2 separate regions of the Mus musculus genome follow, and region 2 is linked to region 1. A link is a contact called in public Hi-C data. All regions are on one chromosome and are shown on one strand. Each heading gives the region's core, a stretch centred on a gene start, on an enhancer-like site or on the middle of the called end of the contact. The rest is flanking DNA. Distances are from core to core; before and after follow the strand shown. Region 1 overlaps Cnot2 (CCR4-NOT transcription complex, subunit 2). Region 2 overlaps Frs2 (fibroblast growth factor receptor substrate 2).

Region 1 (3,456 bases), core at 804-3,303:
TTTGTTATGTTTTTAATTATTGATCTGTTTATTCTGTCTTTCATTATGACTTATCCTCTGTATACCCTAGGTGTATTTCTTTGTTTGGTCTTTTAGAGATTGATTTAGGAATTACTTTGCTTTTGGAAGTTAGTTAACTAAAGCTGTGCATTCATCAGAAGACATCCTTTTTACATATTCAGTTCTTTAAAATTTATCATTAAAAAATAATATACAACGCCTTTAATCCCAGCACTCACTTGGGAGGCAGAGGCAGGCGATTTCTGAGTTCGAGGCCAGCCTGGTCTACAAAGTGAGTTCCAGGACAGCCAGGGCTATACAGAGAAACCCTGTCTCGAAAAACCAAAATAAAATAAAATAAAAATAAAAAAATAATATACATTAGTGTGATCAGAATTTCTGCCCCACCTCCCACTCCCCACACCCAGCTTCCTAGTCATTGTAATCCCCATGGAAAGAATTGCAGATGACACATAGGTGCCTAGACCAATGGGGAACATGCGCTTAGCAGGATTGAGAGTGGACACTGACCTAAGGGTTCAAGTTGTAGCCTGCACACTGCACACCGCAGTACAAACAGCTTTCCCCAGGAGCTTTATTCAGTCCACGTGGTTGACAGTTTGATTTGGATTTGTCCTTTATCAGAAGGCCTAGGGCTGTAAGTAATCTTAAGGTTTTGATAGATATCTAGTGACCTTAAGGGCAGTTCAGAATGTCACTTCTCCTGGGTTAGAGGTATGATTCAAATTTCACTCTTCTGTGGTACTGGGAGTCTGCAGGTCAGTCCTTGGTTTTACCAGCTGATGCTTATGTGGTACGGCCCATCCCCAGTAGCCTCCACGCTTGCCAGGGTCTAACTCGATACCTGATGTGAACGGGGCTGTTAGTTTAGTTGAGTGGTGTAGAACACTTGCTATGCCCACAGTCTTTGATAAAGTCCTCAGCAAACGCGCATGCATGAACTCAGATACACACACTTTTTTTTTTTTTTTTTTGGTAATTTATAGTATTCTTTAAATATCTTGTACATGGTAGTGTATGGCTTTTCTATTTCTGATTTCTGTTTATGTGGCCTATTATAACTGAGAAGAATATTGAATAATCAATTGTAAAGTTGTATGTGTTAGTTTCTAGTTTCAGAGCTACTATTTTAGATAGCTTGAAGCTCTTGTTAGTTACATAGAAGACTATGTCTTGGGCTCAGTTGGAGAGGTGCTTAAGGACCTGAATTTGATCCCTAAAACCCATAGTGTTTTGTTTTGTTTGTTTTGTTTTGTCTAAAGCCAGGTGCAGTGATGCAGGCTTGTAATCTCAATGCTGGAGACAAGTGCTTTTCTGGGGCTGCTAGTTGGTCAGCCAGCCTAGCCTGCCTCTTGAGTTTTAGGCTAGTTAGAGACTGCGTTCCTCCTAAACAGGGAAGTATTCTCTTTCTTGCTCAAAGATGATATAGTCTGGATTTTGAGCCAGAAATCTCTTGATTCTATTTTACCTGGCTGCCACTAGTTAGTTATATATTATTTAATTTTTTAGATTTTTTTTAAAGTTTATTTTTTATTTATATGAGTACACTGTAGCTGTCTTCAGAACACACACTAGAAGAGGGCATCAGATCCCATTACAGATGGTTGTGAGCCACCATGTGGTTGCTGGGATTGAGCTCAGGACCTCTGGCAGAGCAGTCTCTTAACAGCTGAGCCATTGAAACAAGATGTTTGTGTTCTGAGAGTTATCCCCGAGTTGTCTTATTGTAAAGATTTTAAACCTTTTGTTTCTTGAATGGGTCTTGTGTAAAACATGCAGACTCTTCATATGTGCAAGATAAATATGCTTCTGAAAGTTCTATTACATTAGAATATTGGTTTAAAAATAGTGATTGTATATTCAGAGGTGTTTTATCACAAAGTCTAATGAAACATTGTAATGTTTATGCTAATACTGGTGTTAAGTGATAGTTTGAGATTTGAAGCAGCTGAACTGATTGGATATATCTGAGTTTCAGTGGTGAAAAAAAATGACAGTTGAAGACAGCTGTTAGCACTGTGGGCTTTTTAGCTGTGTTTCAGTTAAGTAAATACCACATTTCCGTTAGTGCCTTAGGAAAATAAAGGTGTAAGTTCTCCTTTGCCCCTTAGTAAGTCAGTTACTGACAAGGAAGGTAGGATTACTCTTGGACTATATTGGTTATTATTTCTTCTTTTCTTCTTCTTCTTCTTCTTCCTTCTTCCTTCTTCCTTCTTCCTTCTTCCTTCCTTCTTCTTCTTCTCCTCCTCCTCCTCCTCCTCCTCCTCCTTCTCCTCCTTCTCCTCCTTCTCCTCCTCCTCCTTCTCCTCCTTCTCCTCCTTCTCCTCCTTCTCCTCCTCCTCCTTCTCCTCCCCTCCTCCTTCTCCTCCTCCTCCTCCTCCCCTCCTCCTTCTCCTCCTCCTCCTCCCCTCCTCCTTCTCCTCCTCCTCCTCCCCTCCTCCTTCTCCTCCTCCTCCTCCTCCTCCTTTTTGTTTTTTGTTTTTTGTTTTTTGTTTTTTCGAGACATGTATTGCCCTGGCTGTCTTGGAACTCACTTTGTAGACCAGGCTGGCCTCGAACTCAGAAATCCACCTGCCTCTGCCTCCCCAAGTGCTGGGATTCAAGGCGTGTGCCACCACGCCCGGCTTTGGTTATTTATTCTTAAATGATATGGGGAATAGAAGAAAGGAACAACAGTAGTATTCACAAGGTCAACGAGATTGAGGAGCCAACCGGAAGATCTGTATGGCCTGGCAGCTGTTACGATAAGGAGGGAAAAAAGTGGAGTCTGGTATTTAAACCTTTAAGGTATTCATTTTTAAGTGAATTAAAATTGGAAAACTTGAAAGGAAAATCTAGTCTTCTCAGAAAGCCTGGTCCTATGTCAGAATATCAAGGGCAGTAAAAAGACTTTTTAAGATTTTTTTAAAAATTATTTTCAGTAACCAATTTTTAAAAGTAACTTTCTGATTGCTGTTCTTACTCTTGCCATATAAAATGTTAGTATTGCATTCCTTTTAAGGAAAATATTGTTTGGTGCAGTTGCAGTCAGTATTCAGTGTAATTTGTGGTTCATTAATTCAGCAAAGTATTTATGCAATGTGTGATGTTTTTGGTTATTGAAACAAGACCGGCAAGCACAATAGACAGAGCCTCTGTACAGGACTTAGATAGATATTAAGGCTGTGCAGACAAAACAACTGCACACAACTCAGACATTGGATGGTCGGGGCAGGCCTTTGTGAAGACGGACAACTAAGGAGAAAGGTCAGTGCTAGGAAGGTGCTTGGCATTGAAAAACTGAGCTGAGATCATTGGGACAGCAACAACTGCAGAGACCCTGAGTTAAATAAAGACTGCCGTGGAGGAGAGTGCAGCAAGGATGACCTCCTCTTCTTCCTCCCCTTCCCCTTCTCTCCCTCCTCCTCCTTCCTTTCTTCTCTTTTCCCGCTTTTC
Region 2 (3,426 bases), core at 815-3,314, 560 kb before region 1:
ATCAAGAAGAACAGCAACAAGATACTGGTAAGTGGAAAATTGATGAACTTACCTTAAATAGTTAGTAGTATTAAAATTAAAGAGAAAATGGCAAACTAATGGTATTTTAGCTAGGTATTATTACCTGAAAGTTCTTCTCAGTCTAAGTCAGGGAGAGAGGTGAGAGGGAGGGAGGGCGGGTGGGCAGGTGCACACTCATGCTGTATACTCTGTGTTTGGGCGGATACTGAGATAGATGGCATTACCCTACTCCGGTCTCAACCTCCTGAATATTAGCCTTGCATGCGTGTACCACCATTCCTGGTCCTCCCGAGCAGCTCACTGAGCTGTACTTGCCCTTCTTGTGATGATGGAAAATCACTGAGTACCTGATAATGAAATGGAGTAAGTTCGTATGCGCTTTGGTGTATTAGACTGCTACCTAAGGGCTGCATAGACATTGGATTTGTGATACTGTGGCATTCTGATAAGCAAGATGGCTACATTTAGTAGTAGACAGTTTGGGCATAATGTTTTGGAAATTAGAGTTTTGTGTAACATTTCTCTGCTTTTCTAGTGGTGGGATAATAGCATTTATTATGTAGCTAAGTTGGGAATGTTAGTTCCTTAAAATAAAATGTGTAAGTAATAGGCATTAACCTGTTTAACTCTAAGATAAATTGCTGAATAAACACCAGGACCATTCTCCATACTAGAGACAAGTTTTCATCCATTGTACCAGTGAACAGTGTACCTAATAGGTCCTGATTTATACTTTAAATGTACAGGTGGTTTTAGTTACATCTAAATAAGAATTCCACTTTAAAAGATTTGTCGTAGAGCATGAAAGTTCTGTAAGACATGGAGCTGCGCTTCTGCCAGAAACTCAGCATTTTGAAGACAGATAGCATCCCAGTTCCGAATTGAGATTGGGTACAAAAATAGCCTAGGGCTGAGAATAGACACAGTAAACGCACCGGCAGAGATCTGTTCATGTGGTTATGATGGAAAGGAAATCTTCGTTGTGCTTGTACAGAAAGATATGCTGTAAACATTGCACGTCGAGCACAGCAGACAAACCCCCGTTTCACGGTTATCCTATCTGGTTACTTCTTACTATAGAGCGTGAAGGCTGCTTCTGCCCTTTTCTCCAGAGTCCTCCTTCTCTCTTCCAGTCACCTGCTGGTTTCAGAAGTATCTCTTTAAGTTTTCCTTATTTTTATATTTTCTTTAATGTTTTTATATGAACACAAAATTTCCTTTAGTACTTTAAGAAATTATAAGACAGTAAAGCTGTCTTCAGATGTCTTTTGTTTCATCTCAGCACTGTTTGAACTGGTGTAAGACATACTTACTCTGCATAGTTTTCTCTTCATGGAGAAGTTACTTTTAGTATTAACACACCTGGAAATTATTTCAGAATCTAACATGTTGTCTTGCTTGTAGTAAGAGTTCCAGAAGCCTTGATGGTCACTTCTCTTGTCTTGTGTATTCTTAAATATATTAACTATAACCTTAATGTCATGTTACTTGTGTGTATGTTTTCAGGGCTGACCACTTGGTGTTGGGTAACCAATGAGTGCTGATTTGTTTTTACTACCAAATATAATTCTCCTGATAATGAAACTTTAGATATTTGTCTAGCACATAGTTAGGATGGTGTACCCTGAAAATCAGTCATGCATCCACACCACGTGACTGCTTAGCGGAGTGATTAAGAGTGTGGATTTAGAGGTCTGGCTACCCGTATTTGATTCCTGTTTCTACCACTTAATTAGCTGTGTAACTTGGGTAAGAGATTCTCGGAGCCTTAATATTTTCATCTATCAGATATAGTGTGTACTTATGCTATAAAGAGGATTAAATGAATTGTAGAGTGCTTCAGTCAGTTACTACATGATAAGCACCGTGGAGTGTTGGTTAAATAAATGTTTTGAAGTCAGTTTGTAGAGCAGTGCGTGTCCTTCCCCTGGGTTGTTACTACAGTCACAGGAAGTTGTATGTCGGAGCTCTCCTAGTGCTTCTCAGCTGTGGAGTCAGTCCTGCTCCTGCTGTCGCCCCAGCCCACTCTGTCCCTCCCTCTGCCTTAGCTGTGCTGTGGCTGCTGAGGCCCTCCTTCATGCTCTGCCTCCCCATTGCTGCTGCTACCACAGCCGCTGCCGCCACCACCACCACTAAAGATCACTAAGTTTGAGGACTTTCTGCATGTGACTTGGGAGGTTAAATGCAGGACTTTGTTTTTGTATCATGTGCCACAGCCACTTCAGAGGGCTGACGGGTGTTCTTGTGATTCATTTCAAACTCTTTACCCCTCTTGCAGCAGACACAAATAATCACAGATTGAAACATCGCCAGGTGGGGAAATGCCTCAGCTTGCTCAGGGCTTCTGTGCACATATGAGGAGCTGAGTTGAGTTTCCCAGCACCACAGAAAGAAACTCATGTGCTGCTGTGCACCTGGAATCCTAGTCCTGGAGAGACGAGAGACAGTGAGTTCTTAGGCTGCTGGTGGCTGAGCAGCTGAAAGGGAGGCTCCCGAAGCAGGACGACTTGAGTTTGGTTCCTGGAACCCATGGAGGAAAGAGGCAACCTAGTCACGAGTCTGTATCCACGAGTGACTTAGGAGAGTCACCTAACTGCCATACATATGCTGTAGTGCATACATGTGCATATGCACACACATGTAACTACACAAATAATAAGTAAGTGCGGTGGAAAGTGATAAAGGAAGATACTGCACACCAGCCTCTGTCCTCACCATGTGTGTGCACAGTGCGTGAACTAACATATATTTGTACACATGCATACAGCACACAGTATAGCCATAGCCCTTGGTAGGACCCTTCTGTATATTCAGTAAATGGAGTTAAATCAGTAGTACGTTCTTCTGGACATTCCAGGGAGGACTTGGCTGTCACTCAGACATGTTTCAGGTAAGAAAGAATGTAGGAATCTTTGACCTTGACTCTGGGGTATCAGAAGACAGTGAGGGCAAAGATACTGTGGCTCATAGATGACAAACTAATGAATGCTTTTCATTTATGACAAGGAATTCTGGGTACACAAGAAACATTCATGGATATAGACCAGTAATAAGAATTTATTAGAGCAAGGCACATTGCATTTTTGGTATCTTAATTTCTGAGAATATAAGCTTGATCAATAAATATATGGCATAGAATATTCATGAGTAATTTTTTATGCTGTTGAGTTTGAACATATTTATATCTTACTTTACTTTTAATCCCTATCTATGAAGCTGTCAGCTTATAATCAAATAATTTAGAAGAAGCTTTGAAAAGGTTGTGGGTATAAATTCTTTGACTGTGGCTTTTTGTTCTGACCTTGTCATTAGCTTTTCTTCTAGCTGTCACTTGTCCTGCTGTCCAGAGGGTAGGTACACTGGGGTAGTCAGACAGCTCAGCTTACTGAAAATAGAAATCCAGGC

Evidence for each region. A called contact is a pair of places that touch in the nucleus more often than the background predicts.
Region 2: a Hi-C map of CD8 T cells shows a contact between it and region 1, with 1.8 times the contacts expected there. The contact joins two enhancer-like sites.

The regions. Positions count from the first base shown.
Region 1 is chr10:116,557,953-116,561,408 of GRCm38.p6, reverse strand. All of the region lies in intron 1 of Cnot2 (CCR4-NOT transcription complex, subunit 2), which reads left to right. Among named protein-coding and RNA genes, the nearest start is that of Cnot2, 22 kb to the left of the region's middle. Within about 2 kb of position 2,053, at least 50 of the 459 cell types and tissues checked have an H3K27ac peak or open chromatin away from gene starts, as enhancers often do. A contact at or near this core is called in CD8 T cells, where this site is marked.
Region 2 is chr10:117,117,264-117,120,689 of GRCm38.p6, reverse strand. The region is part of intron 1 of Frs2 (fibroblast growth factor receptor substrate 2); the gene reads left to right. Among named protein-coding and RNA genes, the nearest start is that of Frs2, 29 kb to the left of the region's middle. Within about 2 kb of position 2,064, at least 70 of the 459 cell types and tissues checked have an H3K27ac peak or open chromatin away from gene starts, as enhancers often do. A contact at or near this core is called in CD8 T cells, where this site is marked.